Linked DNA regions of Sus scrofa: all the other regions are linked to region 1. The links are chromatin contacts, called in public Hi-C maps. All regions are on one chromosome and are shown on one strand. Each heading gives the region's core, a stretch centred on a gene start, on an enhancer-like site or on the middle of the called end of the contact. The rest is flanking DNA. Distances are from core to core; before and after follow the strand shown.

Region 1 (2,721 bases), core at 149-2,648:
ACAAGAAGTCATCCACAAATAACAGCAGAGGAAGATGCCCTGCTCCCGGAGCCCAGGAGCTATGGGAACCTTGGAGACCGGTCCATGGCAGACTCAGGCCTCTCCCCACCTCCAGGACCCCTTCCACCAGTACCCTCCGTGGGCTGAACCCAGCGGGACCTGTGAAATGGGGTTTCCCTGCCTTACAGAGTGGACTGAGAGATGGCAGTGATGGGCCCAGGAGCAAAAGACCCGGAGTGTGGGGCCAATGTGGGAAGAAAGAGCACATACTGGGCCAGGCGGCCTGGGTTGAGCTGGATGACCTTGGATCCATCAGAGCCTCAGTTTCCCCAAGTGAAGTGGCGGCGTTGCTGATCTCCACCTCCCCAGCTTGGCGAGTGCCAGGCGATCTGGTGGAGAGAAGCACCAGGAGCCGCAGGGACTGTTATCTTTTCTGTGTCCACTGGGTGGCACTTCCTTCCTTCCTTCCGCCTTTTGTCCTGGGAAGGTTCCAAAATGCCTCTGGGGGCGAAAGCTGAGCAGACCGCACAGGAAGTGTCCGGGGCCTGCACACACGGACGGTCGATAATTGTTTGATTGACTGACTTCATGCTCAGCCGTGTGGCAAACTGGACAAATGAGCCTGAGTGGCCAGGCACGCTGGAGGGGCCGAGGGTGCCGCCAGGGGCGGGTGGGGCAGAACTTAGGAGGTCCCGAAGTGAGGCAGAGTCTGGGAGAGGCCAGAGGTGATGGAAGCTTCTGGTCTCTGGCCTAGGCAATTTTCCATTAAGGGAGCGGGTAGTTACTGAAATCCTTCGGCAGGCACCCCCTTCATGGCACTGAGTGTGACACAGACACTCAGGATTAGAACCTCAGGACAAATAAAAGCAAATGCTTTTGGGGGGTTAACTCCTCTGCTGCCTAAGTAGGGGACAAGCCCAAAGCCCATTTTAGGGATGGGAAAATGGAGACTGGGTCACAGGGCTGGGCTCCCGCAATTCCTAGTGGGACCCAACCCCCATTTGCCTCTCTCCTCCAGGAGCCCGAGGGCGCGCAGGGGGGTGGGGGCAGCCTGGTGGTGGTCCTCTCTGTGCTCCAGTGGGGTCCCCTAGGGAAAGGTGTGAATGTCACTTGGAGCTGGTCGGTGGGCCCAGCCCCACAAAGGGGTGGGGAGCAGACTGGACCTAGAGAACAAGGTGCAGGCATGAGGGACCCTGACCTCCCCCTCTCCACCGGCTCAACAGCTCTGGCCAGGACCGGCTGGACAGTGGGAGGAAACTGCTCCCCCAAGCCTGTCGCCCCAACTCGTGTCCTCTGCCGCCCCCAGCCCGGCATCCGAAACCACAGCTGCCTGTGGTGAGTCAGGCTGGAGCCTGCTGGGCTGAGCCCAGGTCCGTGGGAGGGAAGGGGGGGCAGGAAGGGAGGGAGGAAAGGGGGGGAGAGCTGTCCCCATGCCGGCCCCTCCCCCATCTGAGCCCTCTCCCCTCCCCCAGGAAGTGAATTCCCTTGTTGATGAAGGGATGAGAGAGCAGCTGAGAGTTGGAGTTTGAGCGGTCACTGGTCAGATCATCCACCCCACCAAGCAGGGCAGCAGCGTGTGTCCGGGAGTGGAGGCCAGTGCGGGGACAGCCTCCAGGACTCCTGGGACCTGTCCTGCCTCCCCTCCAGGCAGCTCAGGTTTCAGCACTGACTCCTGCCCTGGGTGAAGGGGCTCCTCCCCAGCACAGCTGCTCTGCTCACCCCTGCCTCCTCTCCCACGCTGTACACATGGCTGTGAGTGGGATGGAGGGGGGAGCTTGGGGGTTCAGTGAGACTAGCCCCCTAGTCCACTGGGCTCTGCACCATGACGTGTGTCAAGAGGCCACTGTCAGGCTTCCCTTTCCCCAAGCCCCAACTCTGGGGCCCCTCCCCAATCCGAAAATCCTCCTCATGTCTCATTGAGGACTGCAGGCCTGGCATGATCCAGCCCTGTGGCCTTGTGGTCCTCTCCATGCTGGCCCCTCGGCTGCCTCTGAACACCTACCTTTTGCATTTACTGTTCCCCCTGCAAGGATCACTGTCTCCACATTTTTTTTTTTTTTTTTTTTTTTTTTTTTGTCTTTTTCTAAGGCCACATCTGTGGCATATGGAGATTCCCAGGCTAGGGGTTGAATCGGAGCTGAAGCCACCGGCCTACACCTTAGCCACAGCAACGCCAGATCTGAGCCCCGTCTGCAACCTACACCACAGCTCACGGCAACGCTGGATCCTTAACCCACTGAGCAAGATCAGGGATTGAACTCGCAACCTCATGGTTCCTAGTCGGGAACTCCAGTCTCCACATTTTTATTCCCAGGGACTCTGGTCTATCTGGGCTCAAATGACTTCTCTCTCCCTGGGCCTCCCATAGAGGCATCACCCAAACAGTTACAGCTTTATCACTGAGATGATCTCAATCATAGGTCTGGGTTAAGAGTACAAGTTGTGGGGAGTTCCCGTCGTGGCTCAGTGGTTAACAAATCTGACTAGGAACCATGAGGTTGAGGGTTCGGTCCCTGGCCTTGCTCAGTGGGTTAAGGTTCCAGCGTTGCCGTGAGCTGTGGTGTAGGTGGCAGACTTGGCTCAGATCCTGCGTTGCTGTGGCTCTGGCGTAGGCCGGCGGCTACAGCTCCGATTCAACCCCTAGCCTGGGAACCTCCATATGCCACAGGAGCGGCCCAAGAAATGGCAAAAAGAGAAAAAAAAAAAAACAAAACAAAAAAA
Region 2 (2,956 bases), core at 153-2,652, 40 kb after region 1:
TTTTATTTTGTGTTCTAGATTCTTCTGCACTCTTCAAACCTTCCACAAAGAACAATGAATTTCTTTCCTAGGAATGTTTCAAACAAGAGCACAGGAAATTTCAAAGCCTTGGGGAAGCACCTCACGGATTCACATGCCTGGCTTCCCCCTTCTCCCACTAACCTCTCTGTGTTGCCTCTGAAAGGTGAGACGTAAATGAGACTTTATGGAGTCTCCAAGCCTCTGCCTGCCCCCCACGCCCACCTTACCAGCTTGAGGGGAAGGCTGCCTCTCACCTTCCTTGCCCTTGGCTGCAGTGAGCACATTCTAGATGGCAGAAAGGCTGGGCTCCTCCCTGCCTCCTCCTCCAGGGAGCTCTCCCTGATCTATGCATCGAGCTGCCCGACCTAAAAGAACACATGATCCAAACACCTGTCAAGCAGCCACCCGGCTGCTTCTTTCCTTTTATGTCCTGGTTCAAAGAGCCAACAGCTAACCTTTGAGCGCCTACTGGGGCCTAGAGCCATACTGAACTTTTAGTACCAACTGACACATTTAAGCTCACACCGATTTCGGTGACAGTGGGTTGTCAGGACCCCCAATATGCAAAAGAGGCACAGAGAGGTGAAACACCTTGATCAAGGGCGTAGAGCTAGGGAGCAGGAAAGCCAGAATTTGTTTTTTATTATTTTTTTTCCTTTGGGAGTTTTCCTTTTTCTTTTTATTATTATTATTTTTATGGCTGCACCTGCAGCATATGGAAGTTTCCAGGCTAGGGGTCAAATCAGAGCTTCAGCTGCTGGCCTATGCCACAGTCACAGCAACAGGAATTCTGAAAACCATACTTTGAACTTAGGCTACAATGCTATCATCCCATCCAATCCCCACCCACCCCACACACCTGTCTTATTTGCTTCAAACATGTGCTCTCTGAAATAATTTTCCTTCACTTCTTTCTGGTGGTCTCTTGTTTGTTTATTGCAGGTGCTTTTGTCAGTCACGTTCACTGCTGTGTCCTCAGTGCCTAGAAGAGTGTGGCACATAGCAGGTACTCAATAATCGTTTGCTAGATGAGACAACACTGAAATAAATTAGCACTTGCCAATTCTACCCAAGCAAGGCAGAGAATGGGGCTGGCTGCAGCAAAAGGGAGTTAAGTAAGATACAAGGAAGAACTTGCACTGGGTGGCAGCTTGCACATGGTGGGGACCTCGCTAGGTCCATGTGTCCTGGAGGCAGAAGGCCTCATGGCTGCCCTGGGACGCATGTCTGGAATGGAGGTTGCCTCTCAAGAGATCCTGGGGCTCGGCCGGGTGGGGCTCCTGGCTGGGGACCAGAGTCGCAGGGCTGGGTGTTTGGGATAGACACAGAACAGAGGGGTGGAGTCTGCAGCTGGCCGGGAAAAACATGGGGAAACAAGAAAACACAGCTGAGTCCCCGCCCTCTAGCTTGTGCCCTCTTGGTTCCTTCATGGAGCTCTGGCCACCTGTTATTTGAGGCTGAGATGAGGATCTGGGTTCCACCTTTGAGCCCTCCTGCAGGTTTGGACCGGCCTGGGCTTAGACTCTGGCTGTGTCATGCAGGGCAAGTGAAAGCCTCTCCTAAAGCCTCAGTTTCCCCAGCTATAAACAGAGGTGACCTGAAAACCATCAGAAGCAGCAACAAGCACAGACTGAGAGCTTACTCTGTGCACTAATTCACAAGAGTCCTGGAGGTGGGACTGTTACTATGCCACTTCAACAGACAGGGAAACTGAGACCCAGGGTGGTGAAGCTGCTCATTTAGGGTCACACAGTAAGAAGGGGAATTTGAACCCAGATTGCTGGCTGCACAGCCCACTGTCTTAAGCTCCTCCGTGGGTGAAACTTCAGAATCCTCAACACCAGGCTAGTGTTTGATAAAGAACAGCTGTTTACTATTATGAATCATTCTGGGACCTCAGGATGGCTGTGGTGGGGCAGCTGCCATTCTGTACATCCCACATCCCCTTTCCTGGCATGAGGACTCAGCACTTCCTCCAGGGAGCACCCCCTTCCTCCCTCAGGATTTGGGTGGGGTTCCTCTACTCCCAGGATCTGGGCCTGGGCAGTGGGGGACACAATGATTAGTTCAGTGATGGGCATGTGACCCAAGCCAGTCAAGGGGGGTCACCCTTAGGATTTTTATTGGTGCCATCTGGATTGAGAAACTCCCTTTCCACTGAGCTGCAAGAAAAGATCCCTAGAGTGGTGAGGCCATCTTTGCCCACTTGAGAGAAGCCTCCAGGGTACACAGAGAAAGAGGAAGAGAGAGTTAGATTGCTGATGATAGTTGAGCACCTGGATCCAGCTATGCCTGAAGGTGTCCCTAAGTTATGTGAACAACACATTTCCTTTTTTTTTTTTTCTTTCTCTTTTGTTTTGGCATGTGGAGGTTCCAGGGCCAGGGAATGAACTTGCAGCACAGCAGTGACCTGAGCCACTGCAGTGACGATGCTGTATACTTAACCTGCTGTGCTTTAAGGGAACTCCCACATTGCCTTTTCATGGTCTGAGGCTGGTCCCTGCCACTTACAGAGCAAACGGGGAGGACTTTTTGCCTAGCAACCAACCCCTAGCGGCCTCAGGAACCCTCCCCCAATATATCCAGTTTTCTAAACATTTACAATGTGCTAGACATGAACACACACACTTAACAGACACTCAGTTTCTTCACATGGTCCCTATAGGCACTGAATTGGCAGCACAACTGTCCCCTTTCTGCAGATGAAGAGACCAAGGCTCTGAGAGCTGGTGGAAGGACAGGGCCAGGGCTGGACCCTGGCATTCAGAGGAAGAAGGAGGGACCCTCCATGATCTGCCCAGGCCCACTAGGCTCACCTGCTGCCCCATCACAGCTGCGCTCTGTGATGCTGATCTTCTTCACCAGGTGGACGTTGCTGGTGGATGCAGCAGGTGCTGGGAACACTGTCTCCACCACCTCATGGCTGCAGAACACA
Region 3 (3,050 bases), core at 532-3,031, 56 kb after region 1:
GGGGCCTGGTGGGGTCACCTGCTCGGCAAAGGTGCTGTCCCGCAGCCCCACGTCCTCCTCGGCATAGGTGAGGATGGTCTTGAGTGAACGTCGCAGGTGCTCTTCACTGAAGTTCTGTGTTGTCCCCACCAGTGACGAGAGCGACATGGTCACTTGCATCTTCACACGGGCAAAGTTCTGGGCGAGCCGGGAGGAAGAGCACACCTGCCTGTGGGCCTTGGACCCTCACACCAGGGCCCGCGCAGCCCCCTCTCCTCTCCCGCCCTGTGACTACCACGTTGAGACCCTGGTCAGCACCCCTCACTGGAACTTTCTGTAGACGCCACCCCCCACTCCTGCTTACGTTGCCAATCTCGAAATTCTGGCGCATGAGGAGGTAGAGGGAGGCGCTGGCGTGTGTGCGGATGGCGCTGATGCGGCTGCCACAGTGTCGCAGGAGCCTCAGGCAGAGGTCAGCACACAGCTCCGTGTCCTCTTCAAACAGCAGCTCTGGGAACTGGCCCCCAGGGTGAGAGGGAGACCGATCAGCCCCTCCCTGTTCTGGCTCTGAAGATCCCCGATGGGGACTTGGGCAGGGCCTCTGTCTGTATTCTGCCTTCTCTGGCCAAGCCCAGCAGGCTTTGGTGTCACACCTGGGTTAAAGCCCTTGCTGTGTGACTCTGGGTGAGTGACTCTGCCACTCTGATCCTCGCTTCCCTCCTCTGAAAACTGTGGCTAAGGAGTGAGTGTCTGGCTCATGGAGTGGCTGAGCAAACAGAAGATGCTCAATGAACGGGCCGTGACTGTTACTCTAAGAAATGTGGCTGTCAAAGGTGCTCACCTTGGACACCAGGGCCCGTTGTGTGGCCAGGCCGTGCTGCAAGAAAAGAGCACTCTGGGCACTGCCCAGACTGTACAACACAACCTTCAGTATTGCTCCCAAGACACTCTCCCGGGCCTCTGACAGCATCACCGTCTGTGGGGCCAAAAATCCAACTGTTAGAGACTGGGGTGGTTATGGATCAGGGAGATGCTGGATCAAGCCCTACCTGCACGATGATCTCCAGTGTATCCAGAACCACCAGGCTTGCCTCAGTTGCCAGGTTCCCATCCACCAAGGCCTCATGTTCCATTTCATCCTTGGTTCTGGAGGGGACAGGAGGGCCTGGGGGTGTCTCTCAGGGCCAAATCCCACCCCAGGGCTGAGCTTTTTCTGTTCCTTCAACTGCTCTTGGAGAGGGGGTTCTCTGGAAACTGATTTAACCCCAGCGAACTACTCCTTGCCCACACCTACTTGTCCACACGATCTGAGGTTTGTCTCCAGTGGGTGACACTCTTCCTCCAGCGTACATTCTCCTGGTTCCCGAACGGGCTCCTCTCTGAGACAAAGAGGTGCGTGTTCACAGGTGAACAAAGACATAAGGACACATGTGACCATGAGAAGAAACACACATGGGGTTCCCGTGAGGACACTGAGTGATGCACATGCTTGCAAAGTGGACGTAGTTAGACGGGAGCAGGGAGCACAGATACCCACGTGTGGGATAAACTGTGGCCCTCTTTCTGGGAAAAGCAAGCGAGACAAAGAGGCAAAGATGGCCTCTGTCTTGGGGCCCCTTGGACACAGGCTGGAGGCCACCAGGTAGAGACATGCATGAGGTACATCCCCTTCTCACCCCGGCTCCGTCGCACCATCTCCTGTCGGGCTCCAATGGTACCCAAGATAGCTTCCTCCAGCCGGGCCTTCATGTCCAGTGATTTCTTGAATGTGAGGCTGTTGATACGTTCAAAGGCCTTTTTCCCCTGGGACAACAAAGAACAAGTTCCATGTGGACTCTGCCCTTTGCTGTGGGCTAGCCCGGTGCTGCTACTTCTGGCGCTTTCCAACTTCCAGGACCCTGAGCTTGAAGACACAGTTCTCCCTTTTATAGCCAGCTCTCCACACCTCCCGAAGTCTGTTCATGAAGAGAATTCTCCCCTTTTGCTTTGGCTCAGCAAAGAAATAGTCCACCCATTCCCCCGCCACCCCCACTCCCCAGAAGTGGTGCATGAGAAGAGTTCACTCTGCACACCCAGCCCTCAGCCCTGCAGGGCCCCACACAAGTCCTCAGCCTTCCCCCTACATCACAATCCCCTGGCCAACCCTCGAACCTTGTATTCAAAGGCAGCCAGGCAGAGGTATAGCAGGTCCAGGAGACGACCCAGCTGAGGGAGGGCCAGGTCTGCAGCCCAGCGCTGCAGCAGGGCTGGCTCAGCATTTTTCAGGACCCAGAGCACGCACACCAGCAAGGTCCGGCTGGACTCGGCAGAGAGGGCACAGCCTGAGCGAGCAGCCTGGGGCCAGATAGGGGACAGGGTGCTCAGAAGGGAGACAGTCGACGTTCATTTCATACTCAAATAGGAAGCAGCTGATTGATACCTTAGCATATGACTTCTTTTTTTTTTTTTTTTTTTTGCTTTTCAGGGCCACACCCAAGGCATATGGAAGTTCCTAGGCTAGGGGTCGAATCAGAGCTACAGCTGCCGGCCGGCGCCACAGCTCATGGCAACGCCGGATCCTTAACCCACTGAGTGAGGCCAGGGATCGAACCCGCAACCTTGGGATCCTAGTCGGGTTCGTTAACCACTAGGCCATGAAGGGAACTCCTATCATATGACTTCTATGCCAGGTTATGGTTCTCCTCTACACAACATCCAAAGTACAATTAAAAAAAAAAATCACAGGACATGTGAAGAGACAAGAAAATGTGATTGATAAGGGAGAAAAGACATTAGATGCAGGTGCAGAGATAATCAAATGCCAGGTGGTGTCTCTGGGGGCAAGGCTGGTACTCACCGTCGCTGGACCCTGGGAGATGCTGGCCCGGGAGCCAGGGGCCAGGGGGCCACCAGCGATGGCCATGGCCACTGAGGGGTTGATGGTGCCTCCCATGTCCCCTTCCCCTTCTGTATCTGAGTCAAGCATAGAGGCTAGTCTTGATCGTTGACCTGAGCTCTCTAGGGCGAGAGAAGAATGTTAAGTGCTATCTCTGTCTCAAGTTTCAGCCCAGAAGTCACCTCCTCAGGGAAGC

What was found. Hi-C and Micro-C count contacts between places; a contact is called where the count stands out from the background.
Region 2: a Hi-C map of adipose tissue shows a contact between it and region 1, with 6 times the contacts expected there. The contact joins two enhancer-like sites. A contact is called at or near these places in 4 of 5 promoter capture datasets (fetal liver, fetal skeletal muscle, liver and 1 more), 25 of 47 Hi-C or Micro-C datasets (adipose tissue, alveolar macrophages, blood and 15 more) and 2 of 2 datasets of contacts at active chromatin or transcription factors (alveolar macrophages and skeletal muscle).
Region 3: a contact with region 1 is called in a Hi-C map of fetal liver, with 1.7 times the contacts expected there. The contact joins two enhancer-like sites. A contact is called at or near these places in 4 of 5 promoter capture datasets (fetal liver, fetal skeletal muscle, liver and 1 more), 28 of 47 Hi-C or Micro-C datasets (adipose tissue, alveolar macrophages, blood and 15 more) and 2 of 2 datasets of contacts at active chromatin or transcription factors (alveolar macrophages and skeletal muscle).

What each region holds. Positions count from the first base shown.
Region 1 is chr2:69,877,888-69,880,608 of Sscrofa11.1, forward strand. No RefSeq gene overlaps it. Among named protein-coding and RNA genes, the nearest start is that of SPC24, 11 kb to the right of the region's middle. Within about 2 kb of position 1,399, at least 48 of the 83 cell types and tissues checked have an H3K27ac peak or open chromatin away from gene starts, as enhancers often do. A contact at or near this core is called in adipose tissue, embryonic fibroblasts, fetal liver and 2 more, where this site is marked.
Region 2 is chr2:69,917,824-69,920,779 of Sscrofa11.1, forward strand. It overlaps KANK2 (KN motif and ankyrin repeat domain-containing protein 2), which reads right to left. Exons shown (of 14, transcript XM_021083853.1): 4 at 2,838-2,956; 5 at 881-1,003. Among named protein-coding and RNA genes, the nearest start is that of KANK2, 5.9 kb to the right of the region's middle. Within about 2 kb of position 1,403, at least 16 of the 83 cell types and tissues checked have an H3K27ac peak or open chromatin away from gene starts, as enhancers often do. A contact at or near this core is called in adipose tissue, embryonic fibroblasts and omental adipose tissue, where this site is marked.
Region 3 is chr2:69,933,565-69,936,614 of Sscrofa11.1, forward strand. It overlaps DOCK6 (dedicator of cytokinesis protein 6), which reads right to left. Exons shown (of 49, transcript XM_021083867.1): 30 at 2,816-2,976; 31 at 2,131-2,313; 32 at 1,656-1,782; 33 at 1,274-1,358; 34 at 1,029-1,125; 35 at 821-955; 36 at 344-496; 37 at 19-177. Among named protein-coding and RNA genes, the nearest start is that of KANK2, 9.9 kb to the left of the region's middle. Within about 2 kb of position 1,782, at least 3 of the 83 cell types and tissues checked have an H3K27ac peak or open chromatin away from gene starts, as enhancers often do. A contact at or near this core is called in fetal liver and liver, where this site is marked.